Regions from separate parts of the Mus musculus genome. Here regions 1, 2, 4, 5, 6 and 7 are each linked to region 3. A link is a contact called in public HiChIP or PLAC-seq and promoter capture Hi-C data. All regions are on one chromosome and are shown on one strand. The core of a region is the stretch at or near the end of the contact, and the rest is flanking DNA. Distances in the headings are between cores, read along the strand shown.

Region 1 (2,822 bases), core at 213-2,712, 390 kb before region 3:
TACTGGGTTCTTGGACTTTCTGTTCAAAGTCAGTCATTGTTGGACTAGTTAGACCACAGCCTGTAAATTATTTTATACATCTCTCTCCCGCTGTGTGTGTGTGTGTGTGTGTGTGTGTGTGTGTGTGTGTGTGTGTGTGTTCTGTTATGCTAAAGAACCATGTGGTGGTTTGAATTGCTTGGCAAGGCCCAGGGAGTGGCACTTTTAAGACTTGTGGCCTTGTTAGAGGAAGTATGTCATTGTTGCAGTGGACTTTGAGGCTCCTAGTGTTCAAGCTCTGCCCTGTGCAGAAGAGAGTCCCTTCCTGGCTGCCTGGAGAAGACAGTCTCCTCCTGGATGCCTTCTGATTAAGATGTAGGACTCCCAACACTTACAGTACCATATCTGTCTGGAGGCTGCCATGCTTTCCACCATGATGATAATGGACCGAACCTCTGAAACTGTAAGCCAGTCCCAATTAAATGTTTGCCTTTATAAGAGTTGCCTTGGACATGGTGTCTCTTCACAGCAATAAAACCCTAATTAATACAAACCCTAACACACAGCAAGAGCAGATGTTTATTGGTCTGAGAAAATAAGGCCTCCAAACCTGAACACATCACAAAGGCTCTGAAAATCCGTTTTTGCAGTAGAGAGCAGGGCAGGAGGGCACTGATTTCAACAGGCCCAGAAACTGGTTTTCTGGGTAAACATTTTTTGTTTTTGTTTTGTTTGGTTTTTTGCTTTTTGTTTTTGTTTTTGTTTTGTTTTGTTTTTTTTTTTTTGAAACTGCAGGGTGAGAGACAAGTCAGGTTGCCTATTTTTGTCAATTTGTTTGTTTGTTCGAGACAGGGTTTCTCTGTATAGCCCTGGCTGTCCTGGAACTCACTCTGTAGACCAGGCTGGCGTCGAACTCAGAAATCTGCCTGCCTCTGCCTCTGCCTCCCAAGTGCTGGGATTAAAGGCATGCGCCACCACCACCTGGTTATTTTTGTGAATTTTATTGGTGGAATAGTTCGCAAAGTCTTGTACAGACTGGCGGTATAGCGGTGGGATGTGGGAAGATGAGAGCGGGCTGAGAGGTTTCCTTTAATAAGGCCCTTCCTCCTAATCCTACTCAAAGCAGCTCTTAAGAGTTGTCTCCGTGACCAGAGTCTGGAATTCTCTTGCTCTGACCCCATTCTTAGGAGGAAGAATTAGGAACGGCTCACTGTGAATTGTTACAAGCAAGAGAACAAACTTCGCTTGCATGCACACAGTCACCCAGACAGGGCTAGAACGCAGGGGTCTAGAGTGAAATCTGCTTGCTAATTTGCCTAATAAAACTTGTATGCCCTGTCACTAGCGCTCCAGGACCTGAGCCAAGGGCTCGCTGGCCTATCCGGAGAAAGGTTAGGCTCGCTGGCCTATCAGGGTAAAGGTTATTACTTTAGTGTCTGAAGTGTCCAATGAGAAGTACGCTTCTTGCATGAGGGGCTTTGTCTGACCGAGGTCTGTTTCCTTAAACCCCCTCCCCAGCCCCCCAAATTAGGCATGTTTGTGTTATTTGGAAGTATGTCCTAGATGCCAGGCCTAGATATCAGAGTCGCCTTCACTGACAGCAGGAGCCGCAGGAGCACACCAGGACACTCCGGGGCTGGAAATGGTACGTTCGGCCTGTGACTTAGATGTGGGCAGGATGCTGCGGCAGCAGACGGAGACCGCAATGGGAGCAGGTCTTGCAAGACAGCTGAGTCTGCAGCGGAGTCTCATCTGGCTCCGCTGGGTCTTGCCGCTCCGATTCCGCTGGGTGGAGCTGGTCCATCAGACAGAGCGGTGGTCTCTTCCTCTCTGAGCGCTCAGCGCTGCAGCGTCTGGGGTCAGCTGGGCTTCTCCACCAAGGTCTCGGGAGGATCCTGAGGAGCCAACTCTGGGAGTTGGATTGGGACTCTTCTACGGGGGATGAAGGTGGAGCTGCGTGGATGATGAAGGTTAGGACACGAGTCCTATAACTGCTTCGTCCTCCCCTGAAAATCTCGACACACCCTATGCAGTGTCTCAGGGCGCAGCTACCCAGAGGACTTTGTGATTCTCAGTGTTGAGAGAGAGAGATGGGGTGGGGGGTGCCGGGGTGTGTGTGTGCGGGGGAGGGGGGTTAGACATATTGGAGCAGCGAGTGGCCCCATCCTTTCTGGAATAAATGCCCATAGTGCAGTGACTCTCAACCTTCCTAATGTTCATTTTGTGATCCCATCCATAAAATTACCTTTGTTGCTCCTTTATAACTGCAATTCTGCTACCGTTATGAACCGTAATGTAAACATCTGATATGCAAGATATCTAACATACAACCCTTGAGGCTGGTACTGGTCCTGGACTCACAGATCTGCCTAGTTCTGCTCTCCAGTGCTGGGATGAAAGATGTGCACTTCCACACCTAGTGATTCCAGTTTGAATCCCTAACATCAACCAGCAGATCACACGGGGACATTTCACACAACCAGAGACAACACAGGTTACAAATGGCTAGGAAATAGTTAAAGAGCCTGCAGAATCCGTCTGTCCTGAAGACACAGGTAGAGAGCTGAGGTAGGTGAGGGGGGAGTCTCCAGGGGACCAGCTAAGGCTTGGCAGTGCAGGTACGTAGATGCCAAATGCCTCTTGGGAGGACAGGCTATTGGATGGTGACTTTCAGGTGGGCTGAATATTTTGCCACGAAGAAACTGCTGTGGTGAGGGACATGGTGATCCAGGAGTTGACAATTTTGCTGGCTTTTGACAGCTGACCCTGCCACTCTCTGGTTTTAGTCTCAGGTAAGAGGGTTCCATCTGTTGTGGACCAAAAGCCCCTGTGTCTGGTGTTTC
Region 2 (2,700 bases), core at 17-2,516, 490 kb before region 3:
GCAAAAACACCAAAGATTTAATATTTCTTCCAAGAACTGTATTCCAATTAAAGACTAATTGACGAACTCTCCTAATTCTTTCTGTTCGGAGAAACCCACCAAGGAAAACCAAATTACAGCTACATGAATCCCTTCCCTCAGGCTTTCCCCCCATTTTTCCATATTTCCACTTTTAACTATTTTGACCAGCATTATTATTCAAAAGAGAGCTCAAAAGCGAGGTTGAAATAGATTTCCAATGGAGAAAAATGCCCTCTACACAACAAGGAGCCTTTGCCTAACATAAATAAAGCCTCGGGTTCAACTGGCCCTACTGTAAGGAGACAGTTGTCTGAATCCACGCATCTCAAGGACAGCTTCACTATCCTGCTGACAGAAACAAACTGAGTCCGTGTTCCCAGGCCCAGGAACCAGCTCCTTTGCCCCTCATCATTTTGAGTTACTCACCAAATGTCCAGGATGAGGCCTGACCACCAAGATTCTGAGAAAAAAGCCTTGAAACCAGGTGGCCCAGGGGAGGCTTCATCACCAATGATTCCTTTACCCCTTTCCTGTGACAAGCCGCAGGAGTCATCAAAATCACATTGGCGACTCCCTTGCCCAACCCCTTATGTCAAAATACGGCTGGACAACGCTACAGCCCACTCACTCCACTCCCCTTTGCTCTGAGGTCTCATCCGAAATATGCTGTGCAATTTTCCTTCCGGGACGGGGTCTATGCTATTGTCCCTGACCGGTCAGGTTTTTCTGCTTAATTAAAATAAAGATCTTGCTTTGCTGGACTCTTGTGCCTGCTTGTGTTTTGTTTTGGGGGGACCCCCAACAGCTGAAAAAAATAAAGAAAACGAAAGAAAAACACACCGTGATCACGGAGGAAAACTACAGCAGGGCAAACGAAAGTGCAAGGGCAGAAAGACCCGCAACAGCGCTCACACACCCTCTGTCGTTCAAAACGCAGTTTGCGTTCAGCATCACCAATCTACCAGCGCTGCAAATTCTGCAGAGGTGTAAGTTCGAGGCATGGACCCACACTGAAAGGACTGGCATGAAACCCGTTTCGTAGTGAAGGGACAGAACTGGACCCTGGTCTCCTGGCAGTGTCACAGATCTGCCATCCTCGAAGCCAGGAGCCCGTGACACACTCACCATTCTCTGCTTTTGATGCATACTGTGTCCTCTCCAAGGAGCCTGAAATTAGAAGAAGTGACAGTAACCGAAGAAGAGTTGACACGACTCTTCCCGCAGCTGCACCGGCTTCAAGATGGTAGCAAGTGAGGAACCCTTCGATTATCTGCGCTTCTTATTGGACAGGGGAATAACAGCGCCGTTGATTGGTGAATAACTCCCCCTGCCTCCTACGAGCTTAATTAAAAAGAAATCAGCCTTTCTGAGTACCGCTGCAGCTAAAATCACAGTTGTCACTCATGACCCTTTTAGCTTGCTCTTCACTAGAACAAACCTGGCGCAACCTGAAGTTTTGTGGCATTTAAGGAAACATTCAGCAGGATTCTTAGTGCATGCGTTTTCCAACTACACACCCTATCCCCTAAAGAACTAATGCTACAGCTTTACAGTGGAGCCTCTAGTGTCAGTACCCCAAGGAGAAAACCCAAGACTTTTCCTTAGGAAGAGTCCCTATGTCAATCTGGGGGCATAGGGAAAAAAAGAGGACCTGACATGCAAGCTCAAGATTTGGGGAGGTTAAGCTAAAGCTTTCGCAAACCTTGTGTTTCAATATACCCGTTTTCTGCCAAGAAAATTAAAACATATCAACAATGAATTCAACTATAAATTGTCTGGAGAAAAATGGAATTGCACACCCGAAGTTTTCTACAAAGGATTCAACAGGTCTGAAAAGCAGCCTTTGGACGTCAGCCAAAAAGGTTTCTTTGCCCAAGGAAATCCTCTATATTCAGGAATGTAAAATGGTCTCAGCCTCCCAGATCAACACTGATTTTGGACCAAGAGCTTCACAGTGGATCTGTTAGGTTCGGGGAGAAGCCAAGAAAATTGATTTCAAAGACAGCAGCTTAAAATGAAAGTTTTATTCTCTGAGTACACAGAGAGGTAGCCAGCTCGGGATCTCTACTGCATACCTGAAGGGAAATAGTATAGCATATTAAAGGATGAAACCACAAGTTCAGGGGGAAGCCGGGTGGGCTGTAGCATTGTCCACTCATATTTTTTTTTAAAGATTTATTTATTACATGTAAGTACATTGTAGCTGTCTTCAGACATTCCAGAAGAGGGCGCCAGATCTCCTTACGGATGGTTGTGAGCCACCATGCGGTTGCTGGGAATTGAACTCAGGATCTTCAGAAGAGCAGTCAGTGCTCTTAACCGCTGAGCCATCTCTCCAGCCCGTCCACTCATATTTTGACACAATGGGTTGAACAAAGGAGTTTCCATTGTGGCTCTGCCCCTGACTGGGAGCAGTCAGTCAGGAAGGTGATGCACATTGGCGACTGGGCCTTATCTGGGGCCACCCAGTTTCAATGTCCTTGAAATCCTGGACATTTGGCCTGTAACTCAAAATGATAAGGGTGCAAAGGGGTGGGCAAGCTGCATGTAATCAGTTAGGTCATGACAGGCAATCAGTGTATAGATTTATGGCGTGTGTACCTTAGTTTCCTTAACAGGCAACTTCTTTTTTTTTTTTTTTTTTTATATATTCTTTACTGGTTATCAGACAAGCAAGAA
Region 3 (2,700 bases), core at 79-2,578:
ACCAATGTTGGCAAGATACATACATATAAAATATATATATAATATATAATATATATATATTATATATTTTATATATTATATAATATATAATAAATATATAAAAATATATTATATGTTTTATATATTATATACAATATATAATAAATCTCATTTAAAAAAAGAAAGAAGAAGAAGGAAGGAAGAAAGGAAAGAAAGAAAGAGAGAGAGAGAGAGAGAGAGAGAGAAAGAATTTTAAAAATTGGAGAGGAGGGATGTCAACTTCTGCCATTCAGCATCGCTGTCCCTCAAGAGACTCTGGCCAGCAGAGATGGGCTAAGAAAGGAGCATACCCAATTTATTCCACTAGAAAGGCTCAACTCCAACAACGTTAAGTGAAATAGCACATTGAGGGGGAGAGCTCTGCTCCCTCAACCTATCCTGGGGTGGGGTGGGGTGGGGGGCACTAACAACACAGAACAGGACTGAACAAGCAACAGAAAGAGATCTTAAAACATGAGTTCTTATCAGAATGTGATCCGAAGTTAGCTGGGAACGAGAAAGGGCAAAAAAGAAAAAAGCCTCAAAACGTGGTGTAGACAGAGGCCAGGAGTAGATATGCCGGGTATGTGACTAGATAGAGACTCACTCAGCCTCCCTCCCTCACCTCTCCACCCTCTCACGACTCCCAGGTTCCTAAGAGCCTTTCCTGACACACCAGACCTACCTGCTGCCACACTCACCATGCTCATGTGACCCCAAAACCAGTGCCGCGAAGGGGGCTCGGGGAAGCAGCGGAGACGGCAGTAGTTGTCATAGAAGGCACAAATCCAGGTCAGAATTCGAGCCAGGAACAAGGAGGCCCCAACCAACTGCAGAAGTTGCCATGGGAAGGCAGCTCCAGGCCCCAGTCCCAGCCAGGACAGGCCCAGCTGTAGCATCCTGCAAGAAAGATAGGCCAGAAGTGAGATCCTGAGGCCCAGGAGACAGAGGTGGCCCTCCATGGTCACTGGACAGAGATGGTGACTTAGAGGACTAGAACACAGGAAGGAAAAGGGACACCCAGGGCTACGGAGAGACAGAGAATCAGGCAGGAGAGAGGCAGATAGGATCTGTTTATAGTCTGCGTTGGCCTAGACTGAAGCACAGGTATGTAGCGTAGTAACTGGGAAATCAGGCCTGCCTGCAGAGCCACCCCAGCTGTAACAGAGCTTCCACTGTTCAGTAGGGGCCTTCCGTGTGTCCCAAGTCCGGCACCTTTTCTCAGGAGTAATGCGTCCCAGAAACGTCCGCTCTTCCCTGGAAATGTTTTTGATCCTGGCTACCGGCTGAGCAGGACGATGAGCTGGACTGAGCCAATCCCTCGGTGGCCCAGAGCCCTCCTCCCAGCCTGGGTAGAATATCAAAATGCGGGGGGCGGGGGCGGGGGCGGGGCGGGGGCGGGGCCAACCCGAAGCAATTGGAGCCAATCCAGGGTCACATGTCCAGGCAAGCAGGGTCCTCAGGATTCAACACCTTCCATCTGAACCAAGACAAAGGTGTCTAGAGACCCAAAGTTTACAATCTGTCCCGTTCTCACTAGGCTCCGCAGGTCCTCTGAGGACCTGCAGGCTAGAGGGCAGCAGGCAGTGTTTTCCAGTTCGGACTGAAAGGATCCGAGCCTCTGCCTACCAGCTGCACAACCTGGCAGAATTCTCCCTCCAAGTAATCCAGGTTCCGAGTGGAGACAAGACTTCCAGAAACAAAGAATCCGGCCGTGCTGGAACGGACTAAAAGAGATTCTGAAGATTAAAACTCCCAGCTGAGGGACCAGAGTTCAGTTAGGAAGTAGGTGGGAGGGGTCAAGCTGAGCCGCCAGTCGTGGGGAAATCCAGGCAGGCGAGAAGAGAGAGGGGGTTGTGGGCTCCGGGTCAGCAGCACCACGTTGAGAGCTCCAAGAGAAAAACACCATTCACAATACAAAGGCAGGCCCATCTGAATAACACTATTATTCATTCAACTGAAAGGGTAAAAGCCCAAGGATGCGCAAGTGACGGACTTCAAGCCGTAAAAGATATCTATAACTGCCAACCCAGACTGCTGCATCCAGAAAAGCTGTCTGTCATAAAGAAGGACATTTTTTTTAACTATCAGCGGTAAAAATAGAACAAAGGCATTTATGAGCACTGAGCCAGCTCTACAGAAGATGCTTGATAGAATCCTTCAGGCTGAAGAGGGGGAAATCAGGCCACAAAGTCCAGGAAATAAATAAATAAATAAATAAAACACACTAGAATATTATTAAAGCAAGAGAGGAAGAAGGAGGAAAACAAAATCAACAAAATTGCAGGAATCAACAAACACCTTTCAATAACTCGGGTGTTCTCAGTCTCAACTGCACCCCAGATAAAGGCACAAGCATGGATCTGCTGCTTCTAAGAAATATCTCACTACAAGAGGCAGATAAGATTCTAGCTCAGGGTGAAAGGACGCTAAGCTATCTCAGGGGACAGGAAGATGGCTCAGTGTGAATGCACCTGCAGCCAAGACTAACAGCTTCACTCTGCTCCATAGAACTGACCAGCATGATGAAAGGAGAGAATTGACTCCTGCAAACTGTCCTCTGGCCTCCACACCCATGGCATGACAGGCACGTGTGCCCACACACACACACACACACACACACACACACACACACACAAATAAATAAAATGTTAGTTCACAGACTTTTAAGGGTATGCCAAG
Region 4 (2,741 bases), core at 78-2,577, 460 kb before region 3:
ACTCTCTAAGAAATCCTATCCAAGTCCTGCCCTTTGTCCAATTCTCCCATGTCAGTCAGCTCTGGGAGCAGAGGGCAGCCATCCCTCTCCATTTTTCTCTCCAATAAGTCTCCTTTATAAGATCTACTGCCTGGAGTGGCTCTCATCAGAAGAAGCTAAGAAGAAAAGAAGCAAAGAAGAGAAGAGAAAGGGCAGCTGAAGCCTGTAAGCTCCTAAACTCCTCAGCTCAGCTGGGGATACCCTCCTCTGGGAACTGCTGAGGAGGCTTCCTCTCAGAGCTGTGTGGTTCCTGGGCTCCCGTGTTTGAGGATGTCCTCATTGGGACACCTTTTCCCTTCAGAGCTGTATGTATGGCTCCTGGGCTTCCAAGTCCCAGAATACCCTCCCATATGAGCAGAAACACACGTAGCACTGTGGAGGATCTAGAGTTCCAGACTAGTTTGGTCTACATAACTCTTTCCAGACCAGCCAATGGTACCCAGTGAAATCCCGTATAAACGGACAGAACAACACAATCCCTCCCTGCCCTGGGCTTTTTCACTGCTATCGAGACTTTCCTTTGGAAAAGGTCTCCAAAATCTAACCTTTACTTCAGAAATGATCAGCTTAATTAATCAGTACATACAAATAGGGAATTTTGCCTATCACAGCTAACAAATCCAGCTGTGAACTCAGGATGAGGGATGGAGATACAGGTCTACAGGTCTATGGTAAAGCGTTCGCTTAGCATGAGACCTGAGGTTCCATCCCTAGTACTTTAAAAAAGAAGCCGAGAGAGAGAGAGAGAGAGAGAGAGAGAGAGAGAGAGAGAGAGAGAGAGAGAGAACACACGAGCACGAGCCTCTCTTCAGGATGACCACAGTGTAAAACTAAAGCAGGGAACAAGGAAATGAAAAAGTGCAAAACAGTGCACACCACCCACGTGCCTTCACCGCAGTCTGGACGCGGCGTCACCAACTTGGCAGCTGCAATGTCAGCGGAGGCTCGGGTTCGCGGCGCAGGCTCGTCATGGGAGGACTAGAAACTAGGGACGAAGCAGCTTCACAGGGAAGGGACAGGACGGGACTCCGCTAACAGAGCATACAACTCAAGTGCACCCGGGTTGACGGCACTCCCAAAGTCCATCTCAAATTGCTGCACACGTCGGGGAGCCGGCGCCACCTTACAGCAAAGCCGTGGCAGTGTCAGAACCCTCCGCCCACCTTCCAAGAGTCCAGGGCACACTCACCATTTCCTGCTTCTGATGCATCCAGGCGTTCTTCCTACTGAGCGGCAGTCGGCAGAACAGGCACCGGGAAGCTCAAGCACAACTCTCCTCCCTCCAGCTACCCGGAACTCAAATATGGCGGCAAGGGAGCCACCCTCCACTATCCGTGCTTCTTATTGGATAGCTCAGGGGAGTAACAGTCACCCTGGTTCGTGAATTATTCCGGACCCAACTCCTTAGAACTGAGTTATCAGGTTCAGCAACGCTTACCACCGAAATGGGTCTGTAAGTACAGATTGCAACAACTGCCCTGTCCAAGCTCATACCTTTTCTCCGAAATAAATGTGATTTCATCCTGGAGGGTTATCACATTTCAGAACACCTTCCAGCCCGGGAGTGGTGGTGCACTTTTTAATACCAGTTCCACGCTAGCTTTGTCTACGTTATTGAGTTTCGAGTCAGCCAGAGCTATATAGTCAGAATTCTCCCGTCTACACCACACACAGGTCCAGGGCTTCTGAAAGATTTGTTAGTTTTATGTGTCTACGTGGATGAATCCGTGTGTGCGCGAGTGCTCACTGAGGCCGGAAGACGGCAGAAGTCCACTCGCTTTTCCATTGAGGCAGGGTTTGTTTGTTTGTTTGTTTGTTTGTTTCACTCATCACTTTACCTGGGGCTCGGGTTTCCTTGGCTAATAATGGAAGCCAGCTAGCCACAGCGATCCTCTTATTTGAGCCGTCCTCATAGATAGTGATTCAGAAATGTGCAGGGGATCTCTAACGTGAGTGCTGGAATCTGAACTCCAGTCCTAGGTGTTTATCATGCGCCCTTATCCACCAACTCTCCAGCCCCATTCACAGCCTCTTGGGCTCAGCGGGCTCTTCCTGGTATTTTTTTTTTCCGACATACAAATAGTGTCATAACGTCACTTTTGAATAAATCCTTTGCTCTTCAATCAGAGTAAGCTGGGAAAAGCCATGATAGCAAACCAAAACTGATTTCTGTTTAAATTCCTCTGTGAAATAACTTTGATTATGTTCACTCTGATTGGCTTTTTAAAAATCCCTCTGCCTTAATAAACATCCTTCTACTTTCATTTTGCCTACTTAGGCTCATCATATAAAAGCAAACATGTAATATCTGTTGATTTGAGCCTGGCTCATTTCCCTAACATGATGATCTCCAGTTCCGTGTTTTTTTTTTTTTTTTTTTTTTTGCAAACAACATTCTTTTGTGGATGAATAATACTTCACTTTCATAAATACCACATATATTCTATCCATTTGTTCCTCCACTGCTAGGCTCCTTGGGTGACTCCATCACTTGGATGCTCAATGCTGCAATAAATATGTGTGCAGGAATCTTAGTTACATGGTGACATTTACTCTCTTCGTGTATATCTAGAACGGTATAGCTGGATAAAATGACTTAATTTTTAGTTTGGGGTTTGATGTTAAATACCAAAGCTTGTGTGTTGAAGATATGGTCCGCGGATGCTGCTTGGAGGTGATGGAAACTTAGTGATTGGGGGGCT
Region 5 (2,700 bases), core at 99-2,598, 470 kb after region 3:
CTCTGCCTTCCAATGCTGGAATGAATGGTATGTGCTCTCACCTGTGGCAGATTTCAATCAAAAACCATTTAAAAAAATTTAATTGAGGTCTATGAGATTTGCTTGCTTCTATGTATGCACACCACGTGCATGCCCGATGTTAGCAGAGGTGAGAGGAGGTGACTCCTTTCCAGGAAAGGGTTGAGCTGCCACGTGGGTTCTGAGACTTGAACCGCTGAGCAATCTCTCCGCGCCCCCCCCCCCCCCGCCTTCAAATTTAAGTAGATTTAGCAACATGTAACTCAAACTTCAGCCAACTGGCTGCAACCTGAAACCCCCACAGTAGGCTGCAGTCTAGACTTTACGCATTCACTCAAGGAGTTACAGAACCTATTCTGGATCACTTAAATAAATCCCTGCAATGCATTCCACGGCAGCTAAAACACAAACGAAAAAGCCAGTGATGTGGCCACACTGCCCCCAGGTTCAATTTTATTTCAACATGCCTTGCGCGCCAACTTAGATTTCTCTGGCTTGGGGCACACTTAGCTCTTTCTTGCGTCTGCCTGGCCAGCTTCCTCTTGTCAAAATCTCAGCAGAGCACAGGAGGCTCCTTTAGAGGGACTTTCTCCTGCACTTTTCCACACTACCGGTATACATTCCCGCATTCACCCATACTCCACTCCATCGCCACGAGGTCCTGCCACCACATTGCCAGAGTTCCTCTCAGGGCAACTAACGCACTCCAGCGTCTACAGACACTATCCAAGGGAGGCAAAGAGAAACACAAACGAGCCTCGGTGAACTGGGCCAGTGGTGAGCTTGGACTCAGGGCCAGGAGCTCCGCCACACAGCCCGTAGCACCCGCACCCGCGCCCAATGGCGCTACCCTCGCCGCACGAAGCGGCGCGGACCCAGGCCCGCACCTGTGTCGCTCTGCGTCCTGGCGCTGAGATACTGCCGCAGCTTCCTCACGGCGCGGTCGCGGACGCCCTTCTCACTGGAGGCCAGCCGCTGGGCGAACTGGAACTCGGAAGACTGCATGGCGAGAGCCATCGCACTCGCTTCAGCATCCCCAGGCTGCGCGCGTGCCGCTCGCCGCCAAGCGATCCGGACTGCGTCTGCGTATGGGCTGCGGCGCGCGGGTGATGGCGTCACCGGTGCGCCGCTCGCCGCGCGCCCAGGGAGCCCGCGTGGCCCCTGTGCGGGTAGACGCCGTAGCAACGCTGCTTGAAGTGCGTCCTGAGAGTGGCCCAGGTTCAGGGCGATTGACAGGGCGGTTAGTTGGAGGTCAGGTCTCCTCCAGCAGAACGCCTACGGCTGGTTTGATGCAGTTTTAGAGTCTAAGCACAGCTAACAAAGGTCTATCGGGGAAGCGGCGATCCTGCTACTACCTCCATTCACTCGGCGGGCTTCCCTGGACAGACTTGAGACCCAGGAGGAAGGCCGTCATCCAGGCAGCCCAAGGCTGACGACAGCACAGGGGCAGCCCCCACAACCAACCCCCCGCCCCGTTTCCGCCAAGATAGTGCCTTGAGTTTTGATGTAGCATTATAGAGGGGGTGGCCAACCTCCCAATGTCCTGGGACAAGTGCAAAGGTGGAGAGGAGACCCTTGCAGCTTTTTAGGGCAGGTGTGAGATTTGTAGAGGAGCGAGAACAACCCATCCCTGCAGCATCAGGGGCACTTACAGAGGTGTGGTGTAGTGAGCAATCCTTTTTTGCAGGGTCCTAGGATAGATCTAGGGGTGTGTAGTGGCAAGACAGCAAGCCTTCCGCCGCATCTTGAGACAGGTGCAGGCTTGTTGAATGGGGAATCAGCAAATCCACACACACGACGTCTGGGTGAGATGCAGGGATGTCTATTGTAGAGGGAAATTTTGAGGATCTAACTTGACTCTGTAAGTCCTGCATTCAAAACACACAGTTCTAAGCAGTGGGTAGTGAGATTTTCAAACACCAGGACCAAAAATGCAAGCTGGGGAGCAAATGTTTTTTTGTTGTTGTTGTCGTTGTTTGTTTGTTTTGACTCACATTCCATATTACTGTTCGCCATGGAAGGAAGCCAGGACCAGACCTCACCCAGGACAGGACCCTGGAGGCAGGAGCTGATGCAGAGGCCATGGAGGGTGCTCCTTACCGCCGTGCTCTTTGCAGTTTGCTCAGCCTGTTTTGTTTTTGTTTGTTTGTTTTTTTTTTCGAGACAGGGTTTCTCTGTATAACCCTGGCTGTCCTGGAACTCACTTTGTAGGCCAGGCTGACCTCGAACTCAGAAATCCGAACCCAGGACCACCAGTCCAGGGATGGCCCCGCCCATAATAGGTGGGGTCCTCCCCATCAGTCACTAAGACAATGCCTTACAGGCCTGCTACAATCTGATTTTATAGAGACATTTTCTTTACTGAGGTTCCCTCCTCCCATGACTTTAGCTCGTGTCAAGTTGACATAAACCAGCACAAGCGGGAACATACTAAACCAACATAAAAGAAGGCTTTTAACAATTGTGCAAACTTTAGGGACATCTAAAACTCTACGTTATCAAACATGAGAATTATTAGATTAGTATATTCTTCCAAGCTTTGGTGATTTAATTTTGATTTTTTTTTTTTTACCCCCATGTAGCCCAGCCTAGATTTTCCCATGCTATGTAGCAAGTTTGTCTTGAACTCCAGCTTCCGCCACCCAAGTGCTGGCACAGAAGCACTTGGGGCCAAGGGACGAT
Region 6 (2,700 bases), core at 191-2,690, 320 kb before region 3:
AACCCTTTTCTCTGAGGTAGTGTCTGTCTTTGACACTGAGGTGCAATTCCTGTATGCAGCAAAATTCTGGATTGTTTATGTATCCAGTCTGTTAGTCTATGTCTTTTTATTGAGGAATTGAGTCCATTGGTGTTAAGAGATATTAAGAAATAGTGATTGTTGATTCCTGATATTTTTGTTGTTTGAGGTGGAATTATGTTTGTGTGGCTGTCTTCTTTTGGGTTTGTTGAAAGAAGATTACTGTCTTGCTTTTTCTAGGGTGTACTTTCCTTTCTTGTGTTGGAGTTTTCCTTCTATTATCCTTTTTAGGTCTGGATTTTTGGAAAGATATTGTGTAAATTTGTTTTTGTCATGGACTATCTTGCTCTCTCCATCTATGGTAATTGAGAGTTTTGCTGGATATAGTAGCCTGGGCTGGCATTTGTGTTTTCTTAGGGTCTGTATGACATCATATTTCTTACTGTCTTAGCTGAAGAATCAAAAAAGGAAAAAAAAATCTAATGAAGGTAGAGATCTCTGTAGAAGAGGCAGTGTAATGTTTGTAAGACCAGAGGAGATGGGTGACTTCAAGAAAACAGTGTTTTCCAGATAAGCAGGGTTGGTGCACATAAGAACTCAGAGAGACAGTGGCTACATGTACAAGACCTACATAAGTTCAATAAAGTTAGACAAAAATCCCAGCCCAGGGAAGGGGAAGTGGTAGCAAAGTCCCACTCCTAATCAAGATGCTAGGAGAGCGAAAATTGTTTTTCCTTAATGGAGTGACACAGGGAACATCAACCACACTCCAAATGAGGCCCCGTATGTGGGAGCAGCTGGCCAACACAAAGCAGAAATTTGTTGTCGCTTGCTTGTTTGATGAGATGATACATGAGGGGGTTTGGAAGACCTGTGCTTTTGAGGAAGGAGGCTGATTATTTTTATTTTTTTCATTTTATTATTTTGTGTGTGTGTGCAGGTATATTTTTCCTGCAGGTATGGTTTGTGCACCCATTGCATGCATGGTGCCCTTGGAGGCAAAAATAGGGCATCAGGCATCAGATCCCCTGGAATTAAGAGTTACAGACAATTGTGAACCACGATGAGGTTCTGGAAAGCCAACCCGAGTTCTCCAGAAGAACTTCAAAGGAGCCATCTCCCTAGCCCCAACCCTTTGACTTTTGCCCTTCTGGGATCATCAAAATATCTTGTGTGGTGATATTGAAACATGAGCTATAAATAAATGTACCAAAAAGGAACGATAAAAGTAGTGCATCTGAGAAAAAACCTTGGTGGGGCCAGGTGCTCTCCAGAGTAGGAACCAGGGTCAACTGTGAAGTCTTCCAGGGAGGAAGGAGATGTTTCTATTGTCACTCAGGATTCAGGAGGCAGGCTCACGGATTGTTGGCCAATCAAGGAGAACGTTTGGTAGCTGTGTGAACTGCCCAATGAGGAGTTTCGGTCTTCGGTGACGTAGAAAGCACAACATTTGGGGTGCCATTGTGTGTCCCCGCCATATTGTCGTCCTGTGTCTTTGACTGCGGCCCCCAGGTCTCTCTCCTCGGTATCTCTGTCCCCCCTACTGACAGCGGGAATCGCAGGAGGTCACCTGGACACCCGGTGACTGGAAATGGTGCGTGCGCAGGCTGTAGGGAGGAGGCTACTGTAAGCGGAGGCGGCAGTGGGGACGCGGCCTTCCAGGGCAGCTGAGTCTGCATCTCATCTGCTCTGCTGGGCCGCGCTGCCCGGGTCCCTCTGGATGGAGCTGGACCAGCAGGCAGAGCTGCGGTCCTGTCCTTTGCTGAGAGCTCAGTGCTGCGGGGTCTCAGGTCAGCTGGGCGCTTGCAGCCTGCGTCTCCGCAGTCTGGGAGGTGTAGGCGGAGAGTCGTGGGGAACCGTGGGTTTGGGCTCTTGTAAGGGGATTTGTAGGAAAACCGCGAGGTGAGCCCGGGTTCTATGCACGTTGTCAAAAAAAAAAAAAAAAAAAAAAAAAAAAAAAAAAAAGTAGGCTGCATTTATGTCTGCTCAGTGTCCCAATTTACTTAACAGTCAGTCATTTCTCAGCCTTTATCGGCTAGGATTTGATGAGTACACCTGGTTATCCTTGAGAGCTGGCCATTGGCAACCACGATGCATTTATCCCTATCTTAAGTATTACTATCAATAGGCAGGTAACACATGACCATTTAACACAATGGTATACAAAGTGCAAGTTACTAAATGGTTAGAAAGGCTGAAAATATAGGAGGTTCTCAAGTTGGAGGCAGAGAACTGGTAAGACTTATCAGTGAGGGTGTAGAATGTCCAATGCACGTTCCGAGCACAGGCTGTTGTTAGAAGGCCTGTTTGAAGTGAGCTGAGGTCCTAGAGCTGGAGTCCTAGGGTAGAGACGGGGCTTTTCCTGTGATAAGTTTTCTGGCTTTTGACAATTGACCCTATGACCCGTCAACCAGCTTGTTGCAGTTTCTATAGTCTCAGGCAGGGGGTTATATCTGGTTAGGCTGGTGAGTTTTATGTGCATGTATATATGATTTGGTATATTGTCAGGCGTCATTATTGAGACAGATTATTAAATTGTGCCTTTATTTGTTCTTTGTTGATATTGATATTCAGAATAAACCAGTGCAGAGTTTTTGCTTAACAAAACAGTCATGTAGGCCAGAAAGCTGATAGTTCCCAAAGCACAGAGTATCCCAGAACAGCCCCACCCCACCCTGTCTT
Region 7 (2,758 bases), core at 141-2,640, 440 kb before region 3:
GTGGGCTGGGCCCTTCCACATCAGCCATTAATCAAGAAAATGCTCTATGGACTTCCCTACAGGTATCCTGATGGAAACACTTTCTCGGTCGAGATATCTCTTTCCCAGAAAGGCCAACATGGTACATACTCACTTCTAAGAGGATATTAGCTGCAAAGGATAACTGCGCTACAGTCCACACCCAGAGATGCTAAAGATGGCTCAAAGTGGTACAGATGGGTCTCTCTGGGAAGGAGAAATAAAATAGATTCCAAGGGTGGACTGGGACAGATAGAACAGGAAGGAATAGGTGGGGGTGGGAGAAAATACTGGGAGAACTGGGAGATGGGGGTAGGGCATTTTTGGGGTGAGGAGAAATGACTAGAATGGGAGGCACTTTGGGGGTGAGGTAGAAACCTAGTACAATGGAAACTTCCAGGAGGCCAACCCTACTGAAAACTCCTAGCATAAAACTCCTAGCCTGAACCAGCCCATTTTCAATAACCGGGCAAGGCTTCCAGTTCATTGCTTAGGATACCAAGCCAGCCACAAAACCCTCAGTCCACAATTTGTCTTACCTGCAAGATGTGTTGGGCTAGGTGGCACAGAAGGAACTCGGGGAAGTTGCCAATTTATTACTGGTCCAACTTCAGATCCACACCATGAGAGGAAACCCATGCCTGGCACTGCTGGAGGGTCAGGAGACAGAGGCTGGATAGTCCAGCCACCTAGGATAGAACAAAACATGACCAGCAAAATAAAATAAAATAGAAGTTTCCTGACCCCCAATATTTAACGCATATCTATGACATCAGCCCACGCCCAGATCTGACCTTCAGCCTGTGTCCCCTCTGCTCACGGCCCCTTTTAGCTGTTCCCTCAGATCTCTGAGCTTCAGCCTCACATGAGCTTAACCTACACTCTCTGACCCAGTGGGTTCCAGCAGGGTTGCAATTATTGGTCCACCTAGAACCTAGGGTTCAAGAAGGAAGAAATCGATCTCTGCCAGGCTGTGCAGCTGTTGGGCGTGGGGAGAGGAGAGGAAATGCATTTCAGAGCCTCACAGTTCTGCATGCTGTTACCCAGACAACTATGCAGAGGAGCTAGAGAGATTTATCTGCCACCCCTTAGCCCTTGGAGGGCAGGTGCACTCCTAAACTTGGAATCTCCTTTGTAACTCCTTTGTCTCTGGTTCAGGCAGAAAGGTTAAACGCTGAGGATGCCCCACCTAAGCCTATGACTCTCAGTCTAGTTCCATCCCTTTAAGGTTGGACCCGCCCCCACTGGCCTTGGCTGCCTGCCCAGGCTTGGAGGTTGGGCTGAGGGTTGGAGGGATTGGTTGGTTCAGCCCAGCTGAACTTCCCATACAGCTTCCGGGACAAAATGTTTTCAGAGAAGACAGGAAGTTGTGGAAGATTCGCTGCTCGTGAGAGAAGGTGCCGGGGTGGAAGGCAACAAGGCGAGTTCTGGCTCAGAACAGGGAGAGCTCTGCCCACAGCTGGAATGGCTGTAGGGAGCTGACCTTGGAGACTTTTGGTCTCCTGGAAATTGCGCCCGTAGTTTATTCTTCAGGCTGAGGCCCTCTAGAATGCTAACAGTCCTGCCTGTTGTGTTCTTCCTCTTCTCTCTCAATGTTCATTCTTCTTCCTGCGCTGCCCCCAAGTCCTCCCAGTCTATATCGCTAGCTATATTCCTATCTAGTAAACGGGCCTGTCCCCACCCTTCTCCGGAGCCTCAGAATTTCACCTTCTGCCTATTTGCCCTGCAGGATGCTACAGCTATGTCTGTCCTGGCTGGGAATGGGGTCCCTGACTGCCTCTCCGTGGCATCTACTGCTGCTGGGAGGGGCATCTTGGATTCTAGCCCGAATTCTGGCCTGGATCTATGCCTTCTATGACAACTGCAGTCGCCTTCGTTGCTTCCCTCAGCCCCCTAAACCGAGCTGGTTCTGGGGTCACTTGGCCTTGGTGAGTGTGGCAGTAGGTAGGTCTCTGGGTAGATGTGTTTCCAACGTGTTTGGAAAGATACTGTGGCACTTGGGTCAGGAGAGGTTTGGAACACAGGACAGTAGAGAAGTGAGGGGAGACATAGGGAGACCTCTCCGCCCCAGCAGCCAGTCCACTCTTGCCTTGCCTCTCCAGGATCCGAGCCTTTCTCCTTTCCTCCCTTCCTTGCTCCCAGCCTGCTTTAGGTCACATTATGATCAAAACTCATGATCTGAGGTCTCTTCCCCTCGTTAATGCAAAACTGCTCCCAGGATGGGCAGCACAGAGCAGGGACAGCCCCAGTCCACTCAGTTTCCACCGAAGAGTTTGAGGCTTCAGTGCATCATGCCAAGATCTGGCCCCTGCCTAGTCCATCCTTGTCCTTGGGCTAGTGTCTGTACCCGATGGGCAGAGAGAGATGTGAGTAGTATCTCTTCCCTTAAACTCCTCGGGGCCTGATGCTTTCTTATCTTGCTCTTCACTCTCAAGAACCATCAGTGGACTCTATTTTCCAATTTGAGCAGTAGTTGAGCTTTTTGGTTTTGTTTATGGTACTGAGTTGAAGCAAGCTCTTGGCCGCTGGGCTGCATCCCAGTCTGACTGTTCTTTTTCACCAGGGACCCTTCTGGCCTCTCCAGTTGTGGTTACACTTCCACTGGCCTCATTCCTAGTGCCCCTTGCTCCATGCTGCACTGGTTCCCTACTGCCAGAGTCACACTTAACATTTCAGTGTCACCTAAAAGGGTTTCACCTCCAATACCATCGATTCAAACGCTGCTTTCTCCCATAGCCCC

Evidence for each region. Promoter capture Hi-C pulls out the DNA fragments that hold promoters and counts their contacts. HiChIP or PLAC-seq counts read pairs in DNA pulled down with a chosen protein or histone mark. Capture Hi-C pulls out chosen DNA fragments and counts their contacts.
Region 1: a contact with region 3 is called in an H3K27ac HiChIP or PLAC-seq map of epiblast stem cells, with 3 times the contacts expected there. The contact joins the promoter of Zfp870 here to the promoter of Cyp4f17 in region 3. A contact is called at or near these places in 3 of 39 promoter capture datasets (the C10 cell line, cranial neural crest and pre-B cells), 4 of 115 datasets of contacts at active chromatin or transcription factors (bone marrow-derived macrophages, epiblast stem cells, pancreatic cancer cells and 1 more) and 1 of 9 other capture datasets (embryonic stem cells).
Region 2: a contact with region 3 is called in an H3K4me3 HiChIP or PLAC-seq map of embryonic stem cells, with 4 times the contacts expected there. The contact joins the promoter of Zfp952 here to the promoter of Cyp4f17 in region 3. A contact is called at or near these places in 2 of 115 datasets of contacts at active chromatin or transcription factors (both in embryonic stem cells) and 2 of 9 other capture datasets (adipose tissue and macrophages).
Region 4: a promoter capture Hi-C map of adipose tissue shows a contact between it and region 3. The contact joins the promoter of Zfp472 here to the promoter of Cyp4f17 in region 3. A contact is called at or near these places in 3 of 39 promoter capture datasets (3T3-L1-derived adipocytes, embryonic stem cells and hematopoietic stem and progenitor cells), 7 of 115 datasets of contacts at active chromatin or transcription factors (bone marrow-derived macrophages, embryonic stem cells, epiblast stem cells and 1 more) and 4 of 9 other capture datasets (adipose tissue, embryonic stem cells, liver and 1 more).
Region 5: a contact with region 3 is called in an H3K27ac HiChIP or PLAC-seq map of T-cell acute lymphoblastic leukemia, with 5 times the contacts expected there. The contact joins the promoter of Rrp1b here to the promoter of Cyp4f17 in region 3. A contact is called at or near these places in 11 of 39 promoter capture datasets (the 3T3-L1 cell line, 3T3-L1-derived adipocytes, the C10 cell line and 7 more), 1 of 15 datasets of contacts at CTCF or cohesin (pro-B cells), 30 of 484 Hi-C or Micro-C datasets (the Ba/F3 cell line, the C10 cell line, CD4 T cells and 18 more), 9 of 115 datasets of contacts at active chromatin or transcription factors (the SCID.adh cell line, T-cell acute lymphoblastic leukemia, bone marrow-derived dendritic cells and 5 more) and 1 of 9 other capture datasets (embryonic stem cells).
Region 6: a contact with region 3 is called in a promoter capture Hi-C map of hippocampal neurons, with 2.4 times the contacts expected there. The contact joins the promoter of Zfp799 here to the promoter of Cyp4f17 in region 3. A contact is called at or near these places in 5 of 39 promoter capture datasets (the C10 cell line, embryonic stem cells, hippocampal neurons and 2 more), 1 of 15 datasets of contacts at CTCF or cohesin (the NIH/3T3 cell line), 2 of 115 datasets of contacts at active chromatin or transcription factors (embryonic stem cells and neural tube) and 1 of 9 other capture datasets (pancreatic islet).
Region 7: a contact with region 3 is called in a promoter capture Hi-C map of stem cell-derived epiblast-like cells, with 4 times the contacts expected there. The contact joins the promoter of Cyp4f13 here to the promoter of Cyp4f17 in region 3. A contact is called at or near these places in 4 of 39 promoter capture datasets (the 3T3-L1 cell line, embryonic stem cells, liver and 1 more), 3 of 115 datasets of contacts at active chromatin or transcription factors (bone marrow-derived macrophages, epiblast stem cells and stem cell-derived neural progenitor cells) and 1 of 9 other capture datasets (embryonic stem cells).

What each region holds. Positions count from the first base shown.
Region 1 is chr17:32,890,243-32,893,064 of GRCm38.p6, reverse strand. It overlaps Zfp870 (zinc finger protein 870), which reads left to right and starts at 1,462. Exons shown (of 4, transcript NM_207245.2): 1 at 1,462-1,624. The coding sequence starts at 1,622.
Region 2 is chr17:32,991,705-32,994,404 of GRCm38.p6, reverse strand. Zfp952 (zinc finger protein 952) reads right to left here and starts at 1,266. Exons shown (of 4, transcript NM_001045559.1): 1 at 1,147-1,266. The coding sequence starts at 1,167.
Region 3 is chr17:32,505,112-32,507,811 of GRCm38.p6, reverse strand. It overlaps Cyp4f17 (cytochrome P450, family 4, subfamily f, polypeptide 17), which reads right to left and starts at 1,328. Exons shown (of 13, transcript NM_001101445.2): 1 at 1,234-1,328; 2 at 720-918. The coding sequence starts at 917.
Region 4 is chr17:32,964,417-32,967,157 of GRCm38.p6, reverse strand. Zfp472 (zinc finger protein 472) reads right to left here and starts at 1,327. Exons shown (of 4, transcript NM_153063.3): 1 at 1,229-1,327. The coding sequence starts at 1,249. It also overlaps the pseudogene Cyp4f41-ps.
Region 5 is chr17:32,034,810-32,037,509 of GRCm38.p6, reverse strand. It overlaps Rrp1b (ribosomal RNA processing 1 homolog B (S. cerevisiae)), which reads right to left and starts at 1,348. Exons shown (of 16, transcript NM_028244.2): 1 at 906-1,348. The coding sequence starts at 1,035. It also overlaps a transcript of Hsf2bp not described here.
Region 6 is chr17:32,829,001-32,831,700 of GRCm38.p6, reverse strand. Zfp799 (zinc finger protein 799) reads left to right here and starts at 1,440. Exons shown (of 4, transcript NM_177359.5): 1 at 1,440-1,612. The coding sequence starts at 1,610.
Region 7 is chr17:32,945,993-32,948,750 of GRCm38.p6, reverse strand. Cyp4f13 (cytochrome P450, family 4, subfamily f, polypeptide 13) reads left to right here and starts at 1,390. Exons shown (of 13, transcript NM_130882.1): 1 at 1,390-1,438; 2 at 1,748-1,946. The coding sequence starts at 1,749.